Linked DNA regions of Mus musculus: region 1 is linked to region 2. The links are chromatin contacts, called in public HiChIP or PLAC-seq maps. All regions are on one chromosome and are shown on one strand. The core of a region is the stretch at or near the end of the contact, and the rest is flanking DNA. Distances in the headings are between cores, read along the strand shown.

What was found. HiChIP or PLAC-seq counts read pairs in DNA pulled down with a chosen protein or histone mark.
Region 1: an H3K27ac HiChIP or PLAC-seq map of the HPC-7 cell line shows a contact between it and region 2, with 7 times the contacts expected there. The contact joins two enhancer-like sites. A contact is called at or near these places in 1 of 15 datasets of contacts at CTCF or cohesin (embryonic stem cells), 4 of 484 Hi-C or Micro-C datasets (bone marrow-derived macrophages, embryonic stem cells, macrophages and 1 more), 7 of 115 datasets of contacts at active chromatin or transcription factors (the HPC-7 cell line, the SCID.adh cell line, embryonic stem cells and 1 more) and 3 of 9 other capture datasets (adipose tissue, embryonic stem cells and liver).

The regions. Positions count from the first base shown.
Region 1 is chr1:86,183,977-86,188,378 of GRCm38.p6, forward strand. It overlaps Armc9 (armadillo repeat containing 9), which reads left to right. Exons shown (of 25, transcript NM_030184.2): 10 at 2,129-2,163. Among named protein-coding and RNA genes, the nearest start is that of Armc9, 31 kb to the left of the region's middle. Within about 2 kb of position 2,860, at least 42 of the 459 cell types and tissues checked have an H3K27ac peak or open chromatin away from gene starts, as enhancers often do. A contact at or near this core is called in the HPC-7 cell line, where this site is marked.
Region 2 is chr1:86,261,754-86,266,139 of GRCm38.p6, forward strand. Armc9 (armadillo repeat containing 9) reads left to right here. Exons shown (of 25, transcript NM_030184.2): 23 at 289-412. Among named protein-coding and RNA genes, the nearest start is that of Gm46098, 7.2 kb to the left of the region's middle. Within about 2 kb of position 2,013, at least 84 of the 459 cell types and tissues checked have an H3K27ac peak or open chromatin away from gene starts, as enhancers often do. A contact at or near this core is called in the HPC-7 cell line, where this site is marked.

The sequences.
Region 1 (4,402 bases), core at 1,610-4,109, 77 kb before region 2:
GTTTAATTTTAATTAGGTATGAGCCAAAGGCGGGTTCTAATTGCTGGACTTCAGTACTTCTTTGATAGCTCGACCTTGGTAGTCAGCCTCAGAAGGAGGAAGCCTGAGATAGATGACTTCTTTAGGGAAGAGTGAGTTTTATTGGGGGAATTAGAAATGAGTTGATACTATTGATTTTTTGCATTTAATGTGTATAGTAACATTGTAACAGCTCCTTGTTCTCACTTGACCCCAGTTGGCTTACTGCCTTTCCCGCCCTGCTGTCCTTATTTTATTTATTTATTTATTTATTTATTTATTTATTTATTTATTTATTTATTTTTGGTTTTTTGAGACAGGGTTTCTCTGTATAGCCCTGGCTGTCCTGGAACTCACTTTGTAGACCAGGTTGGCCTCAAACTCAGAAATCCCCCTGCCTCTGTCTCCCGAGTGCTGGGATTAAAGTCGTATGCCACCATGCCTGGCTTCTTGCTGTCTTTAATGTGTGGGATGAGTTGTTGGGTGAGTTTTCTCTAGATGGCATCTCAGACCTGTTTCCAAATGGCTCGGTTAGTTATTAATAAAAATAAGTCATTTATTTAGTCAAAACACCAAAGGATTAAAACTGCTAAGAGTATAGCTGTGTAGTAGACTGCTGACCTAGCACTTGCAAGGACCTGGGTTCAGATCCCAGCACTGCAAAAACTATTATAGTCAGTCATGAGGCATTTAGAAGTGAGATGTGGGACTGGAGAGATGGCTCAGTGGTTAGGAGCACCGACTGCTCTTCCGAAGGTCCTGAGTTCAAATCCCAGCAACCACATGGTGGCTCACAACCATCTGTAATGAGATCTAATGCCCTCTTCTGGTGCATCTGAAGACAGCTACAGAGCTGCAGTGTACTTAGATATAAGAATAAATAAATCTTTAAAAAGAAAAAGTGAGATGTGGCCGGGCCATGGGGGTGCACGTCTTTGATCCAAGCTCTCAGGAGGCAGAGGCAGGTAGATCTCCAAGTTTGAGGCCAACCTGGTCTACAGAGTGACCAGGACAGCCAGGATTACATAAAGATGCCCTGTCTAAGGGGTGGGATGGGGTAGGGAGGGACAAACAAAAAAGAAACGGAGCTCAAATCTGGGATCGGTGGGCTATAAACTTGGCTGAGGGAAGCTGTCAGAACCAGGGTCATTGGCAAGACCACTTCCTCAGTGTCTGTGGGCTTTAGAGGAACTCGTGCAACAGCCTCAGGATGATTGGGTGTCTCTTGATGCCCAGTGTTGGGACATGAGAATGACATATTTTCAGAAACTCCCAAAGGAGAGAGTTCCTCTGTGTCCCTCACTGGCAGGAATTGGTGACACTCAATAGGCGTGTCTCCTTTCTTTCCTCTGCTTAAGTTTTCTCCCCTTGTCCTTTTAAGGTAGTTTCAAACAGCCTCAGCCATAAATAAAACGTCCACACCTAACAGATAGAAATAAACAAAACACACAAGCAAATAGAATTAGTAGGAATCCCCAATACCAGTCCAATCCATTTTCAATTTCTTTCACATTTGGTGTATGTTGTCAGACAAGTGCCTCGTGTAGTTTGATTATTCCTCTGTATTCCTCCTATTTAACTCGGCAGTGCTCGCAGTGACAAAACATGAGGACACACACACCCACCACACAGGTCACGTGAGGCAGGGTGCCTGTCTGTAAAGGAGGTGACAAGCCAGCCTGCGCAGATGAGAGGAAAGGGAATCGTGCGATTTTTTTCTTTAAACACCTGTGGAATGGCATGTTTGGCTTGGTACAAAATGGCATTACCTTGTACTTAAAGAGAAATATTTTACTAGGAAAAAAGAATGTAAAAATCCAAACCGCTTTTCTTCTTCATGGTGTCTAAGGTTTGCTGGCTAGGTGTGGCTAGGGGATCCCAGTGGTTTGCATTGAGTTTGACTAAGAGTCTCAATAGACCAAGGACAGCTGACTGACACAGGCCTAGTGGTGCATTCATTCCAAGTAGTAACTTTAAAATCATATATGCCTTTGGAGGACACTGACCACATTGCAAATGGCTACTTAAGTGCAGTTAGAGGGCTTGGGCTGATGCTCGGCTGTCAGCGTTTAACTCAGTCTGTTTGTTCCTCCCCTACCCTACCCCCCAGGCCTCAACCATGTTGCGAGCCTCCTTGGCACCTGAGTAAGTAATCATTTTTCGGAGTTTTCATTAATTGTGTTCTAAAGTTGTGTTTACTTCTATGTGCATGAGTGTTTTGCCTGTCTGTCTGTCTGTCTGTCTGTACATAACCTGCATGTCTTGTGCCTGCAGAGGCCAGGAGAAGGCATTAGATCCCCTGGAACTGGTGTTACAGATGGTTGGGAGATACCATGTGGGGACTGGGAACCAAACCCAGGTCTCCTGGAAGAGTGGCCAAAGGAGCCATCTCTCCAGTTCCCTCCTTGTATCTCTATGTAAAACTGGAATTCAAAATAGGTTTACTAAACATTTCACTACATGTGAACATGAAAGGAAATACCAATGATTATCAATTGTGCTGAACCAGAATTATCTTTTAACACCGATTCTTGTAGGGTGGCATGAAATAGCAAAAACAAATAAACAAAAAACCCACAAAAAACAAGAACAAAAAACTGTTGGCTTATTCCTGTGGTATTCTCTAGAAATGAATTCTATCTGTCATTCCACTGTCAGCAGACATTGAAGTGTTTTAAGTCCCGTATCTTCTGCTGGCCTACACTGAGACCACATCCTCAGGATAGCTTTGCCTATCCCCAGCTTCCCTGTTGAGATGAGTTAGGCTGTCACCACAGAGGTGTGTAACATGCATACCTCACCAGCTGTGTTGCAGTCGTGAGGAAGTGGGAGCCTGACCATGGTTAATGCTCTGGCTTAAGCACTAGAGTAGGTTCTGGCTAACCTCTAAGCCAGCGAGCATACTCACCAGTCATCAGTGAGATGACTCAAGCAGAGGCAGTCACAACCTGCTTGCCCCCTTCCTGAGTCTCCCATGGTCTTGCCACTTAGTGGCAGTATTGTGTGATTCATAAACACGCTAGCCTGGTTAAAAATCCCACCTCTACAGCCAGCTGTTGAGGTTGGACACTTCCTGTGCCACTGTACCTCCGCTTCTTTATCGTGAAACAAGACGAGTGGAGTAACTACTGCAGGCTTGTTGTGAGGAAGACGATGAGTATGCTGTGGGGACTGTATGTTACACTGCTGGACAGTGGGTGTAAGCACTCAGGGTGTTGGCTAGCATTTTTAGTGACGTAAGGGCAGGGTCACCTGCAGAAAACAAGGGGTGGGTTTGTGGAGGGTGTTAAGAGGACAGGGGAGGAGGCATGACCCAATTCCTTGATCAGTGGACGAATACTGGGCCCCGTGGTAATACTCCTTGTGGGTACTCATCCCTTCCCCCTGGAGGAAGCCCCAGTTGTGGAACAGAGCCAAACGGGGCTTTGCAATTGCAGTATTCCTCTGGAGAACAAGGACTCATTTACACTTTACATTTTTAAAATTAGTACTTTTTTATTGTATGGCCCAGGCTGGCCTAAAATTTACAATTTAGTCCAGGCTAGCCTTGAACTTGTAGTAAGACTCCTGTCTCAGCCTCCAAGTTAGCTGCCATACCCAGCTTGTTATAATAAACATGAGATGTAAAAAGCTGCTTAAGAATTCTCTCTGGAATGCATTTATTTTTGTGTATGTATGTGTTCCAGTTTACCTGTGTATACACCACATGCATGGCTTGCAGAGGCCAGAAGAGGGTATTGGGTCCTGTCAGTATTCTTTGTAATGTGGGTCAATCAAAGAAAGGGGGGTACTACAGAATGTAATTCAGACTCTAAGGCAGCAGGAATGGAACCTTGATCAGCCATGCAAAGATATTTTTATTGTTAAACAAAAGCTGTTGGGGGGGGGTGTAAAACAAGTTCCTCATCCCAGAGTCCCTAATCTAATCTGTTTTTCCTGAAGGAAAACCTCGGGCCTCTGCAACTTTAGTCCCATTGTGTAGTGTTTGCAGTGCGTAACAATAGAAGACCTTCCAGGTGTGCCAGGAGTGTCCCCTGACCAAGGTCATGCAAAGACTGAAAAGCTCCTTCAGAACAATAAGTCCATAGACAACAGAAAACAATCACTGATTTCTACAATGATTTCTTCAAGGTCAAGGCACTTCCAGAAAACTACTGTCACTGATGTCTACCCTAGTCACTGATGTCTACCCTGGAGACAGTGAAAAGCAACTGTTTCCTTCTGAGGTTTACCCTAGAGTGATTCTACTAGCATTCCTATGACAGGGTTCCCAGAAATTGGAGTTACAGATGGTTGTGAGCCACCATATTAGTGCTAGGAATGGAACCTTTATCCTCTGTAAGAGCAGCAAGTACCCTTAACTGCTGAGCCATGTCTCCAGCCC
Region 2 (4,386 bases), core at 763-3,262:
GTAGAGCCCAGGGAAACAGTCCTGTGACAATTGGCTTCCCCAGAGGCAGACTGAGAGGGGACTGAGGGGTGCACAGGAAGGGGCAGAGGTTCCCACACTGTGCCCCCCACCCCCACCCGTCTGCAGGATCCCAAGCTGCGGGGTCAGTAAGCCCAAGCCCATGATGACCAGGGCCCGGAAGCTGGCATGCAGGAGTCTGGGGTTGCGCCTGTCTTGCCTGTGCACCCCAGGAAAGTCCTTGGAGACTCCAGGGCAGGTGTGTACTGGGCTCTGTCTTCTCCCCAGCAGTTATGGATCACAAGCCAAGAGAGTGGTCACCAGCTGGACATCAGAAGTCTCGCTTGGTTCCCACAGCAGCCCTCGGTTGGCCAAGGGAGATGACCCAGGACCCAAGCAGTGGACACATCACCAGGTAGGATGTCATGAGCCTGGTATTCCTTTTAGACATCAGGCCCCCAGGATCAACCCCCACAGGCTGGATATACGGTACCTTTTTTTTTTTTTTCCTTCAAATGTTTTTAGAGACGGGATTTCTTTGTGTAGCTCTGGATATCCCAGCACTTACTCTGTAGACCAGGCTGGCCTCAAACTTACAGAGATCTGCCTGCCTGTGCCTCCCAAGTGCTGATACGTGGAATCTTAGAATTGAGGGCTCGTGTATGTTAACAGAAGTGAAAGAGGCTCCTCTGGGGTCTGACACAAGGTAAATATGCCCAGTGGGAATATCTGATGACCCGTCAATGTGTCAGAGATCAGGGACAGTCAGGACCTCCTATCTGAGAGCCAGCATTGTCAACCCAGAAAAAGATGTTCATGCTGTTGGTTTTGGTTTTGGTCTGGGTTTGGTTTGGATTTGAGTTTGGCTTGGTTTGGTTAGATTTGATTTTTTAAACAGGCTCTAACTGTGTACCCTTGGCCAGCCTGACCATGACTCATGCCCACAGAGCTCTACCTGCCGCTGAGGACATGGTTTTAAGAATTGCTAAGACGCCAAACCTAATGGTGAACACCTATAATTGGAGCCCACAGGAAGCTGAGGCAGGAGGATCAGGAGTTTGATGCCAACCTGGGCCACATAAAAAGATGTGGTCAGGATAAAGGAAAGGGGAGGGGAAGGAGGGAGAGAGGAAAAAAGGGAGGGAGGGAGAAAGGAAGGAAAGGAAAGTCGCTGGGAGTGTTTCGGGGTGCAGCAGGCTCTTACAGGTGAGATAGATTGGAGAGAGATCAAAAATGACGTTAGCAAACGGTTCAGAAATAAGGTCAGAGGCCACAGACAGAAGCTGGACCCTGGAGTAAAACCAAAGAAGTTGTTTCGTTCCTCTATTGCTGCTGCCTTTCACAACCTCAAAGCACCCCTCTGAAGGCCTTGCAAGCCACTTCAGACCTGAGGAAACCTCAGGGATGGATCTACCTTGTCCCTTTCCTGCCCTCCAGACCTCCTGACCACACATAACCTACAGACAGAGCAACTTCAAGAGGGGGCATTCAGTCTCTAGCTCTGAAATAAAGCTAGTGTGTTGGGTGAGCATGGGCTCTCAAACTCCACTGGAGGAATGAGGCTGAGGCCTCATGGGCCGTCCTAATAGACTAGGAGGTGCTGCCATCCACGCCTTCAATGAGCACCCTAGTGTCTGCAGGACCCCCTACCTCCAGTGGCATCTTGGGTAAACAGAAGCGCCTCTCTTGTGGTGTCTGCAGTGCATGGCTCTACCTCTCTGGCCAGTCTGCCATGGCCCTCCTGCCTGCTCTTAGAGGAGCTTGTCCACCAGCTCAGAGCCTCCTTGGCTCTGGGTTTCCTATAGTGAGGGTAGGATCAAAATTAAGGAACATAGGGGGACAGTCCCAGTCTTAGGGGGACAGTCCTTGCTCACGCACTAGGCCAAATTTGCCCTTCCTGTGCTGGGGCCTCTTTCTTCCTGTAAATGCAGAACTCATTTCCGAAGCTTACCACTCAGGACAGCCCTTTCCCCTAAAATAGCCATTCTCACAGTGGCGGGCCTCCACAAGTCTCTCCTGGAAACGCCCTCACTACACCCAGCTGGCCTCTGAGCTTCCGCTGGGCACAGATGCCCCATGGAGTTGCCCTCATTATGCGAGTCACAGAATTCAGCTCTTTCTAGATGTGGGGGGTTCTATACAAGAGAGGATAGGGTGGGAAGAGGGAAGTGAACACTGTCCCTTCTTCCCCTCCCCTCTGACCATTCCAGGAATATTATTTCCCTCCCAACCCCTTCTTTGCTGGCCCGGCCTCTCAGCTCAACCCCCTTGTGGATCTCAACAAAGCACCCTTCCCTCCTACCTAACCACAAAGACAGGTCACACCCCTGACCACAGGCTTAGGGCAGCTACAGTCCTTCTTCCAGTGTCAAGGGGCCAGATGTGCTGTCAGATGGCCACAGCTGACTGCCACCATCCTCAGAGATAGCTCAGATGGGTGGCTGCCACTGTGTCCCCATTCCTGGCTGTCAGAAGGCATTTTTTGGATGAGTACATAGGAGACAGGAAAGCAGGGCTGGCAGAGAGCATTTGTCTCTGTCTTTGGGATAGGGACAGTACCTCACCCCAGAAGGGGGGGGGGTGTCCAGGAAGCCACAGCTCTGGAGACACTGGATGCTGATGCTGCTCCACTGGCCCAAATGGGCTGGGAGCATCTGGACACAGTTGCCACACAGGCTCCTTCCCAGTACTTTCCAAGACCTAGACTTGCTAACATATTGCTTTGGGAGGAGCCAGAAATAAAGTTCAAAGCTTACTGTCCCTTCTTCCACTGTCTCTTCCTCTTCCATAGAAAAACTTTCCTTTTTTCCTAAGGAAAAAAAATTAAACTACATAATTTGCTTGTATATGTGCATAACGTGGGGTTAGGACGTGTGTCAGGCATACTACACGTATGAAAGTCAAAGGACAACTTTGCGGAGTTGGTTCTTGCCTTCTCCTGTTGTGTAGTTTCTGGGAATTGAACTCAGGTCACCAATCTTGAGCAACAAGCATCTTTCCCTGCTGAGGCATCTCACCAGGCCCATCTTCTTTCTACAAGCTCCTTCAAATTCCCAGCCTTAAGTCACTGAAGAAACATTGATGACTTTAAAATATAAAATACATTTATTATACCAGGCTGCAAGTTCAAGGCCAACCTGGGCTACATAGCAAGAACCTGCTCCAAAGTTCAAAAATGGAACCGATAAGATGGGTCCCTGAGTATAGGCACCTGCTGCCCAACCTGAGTTCCATCCCCCAGACCCACATGGTAGGAGTGAATGTCTCCACACACTGGCTTTCACACCTACACACATACACACAAAATAAATGAAATGTTTTAAAAGATAGAGTAAGCATGAGGAATGCACTGGGCAGAGGTATCACCCCAATTAACACCCAGTCCCAACAAAGGGGGCTTGCTTGTTCCTTGGATTGTTTACTGGCTGCTTCCTGGCTGGCTGTACCTAAGAAGATCTCCTTGATTGCCTCTCGCCTTCCCATCACCTTTAGACCTGCCACCACGGGTTGACATGTGAGGAAGTAACAGTAGCTGAGTGGGAGGGGGGATTCTGCAGATGCAGAGTTCAAGACAGGAAATGAGTGTTTTATAAATATAGCTTAAACATCCCTAATCTAAAAGTCGGAAATCCAAAATGCTGCAAAATTTTAAATTTTTGAAAACTGGCTTTATAGTTAAGTGGAACTTGATTCTTTATTTTTATATATATATTTTTTATTTTTGGAAAGGGGTCAGGGCCTTATTCTTGTATGCATGCTTGCCCCTGTGGGCCATGAAGTTAATATCAGCTGGCCTCCTTGCTTGGTTTCTACTTTATATGCTGATTCAGGGTCTCAGTTGAGCCCAGAGCTCTTCCATTCAGGTGGTCTAGCCAGCTGGTTCACTTCAGGGATTTCCATCTCTGTCTCCTGCATACAAAGCTTGGTTGCGGGTGGGTCACCATGACTACCTGGCATTTATGTTTATGTGGCTCCTAGGGATTCAAACTCCAGTCACACTTAAATAATAGGCACTTCCCCTGATAAGCTCCTAGCCCCCTGTTTAGTTTTTTGAGATGGGGCCTTACTGTGTAGCCCTGACTACCTAAGATCTTACTATGTAGCCCAGGCTAGCTTTGATATCGAGAATTCTGATGCTTCAGTCTCCCAAGGGCTGGGATAGAGATGTGCAAAGCACCCACATCTGGTTTATTCTTAAGAAAAAAATTAGAGCTGGGCGTGGCGATGCACGCCTTTAATCCCAGCACTTGGGAGGCAGAGGCAGGCGGATTTCTGAGTTCAAGGCCAGTCTGGTCTACAAAGTGAGTTCCAGGACAGCCAGGGCTATACAGAGAAACCCTGTCTCGAAAAACCAAAAAAAGAAAGAAAGAAAGAAAGAAAGAAAGAAAG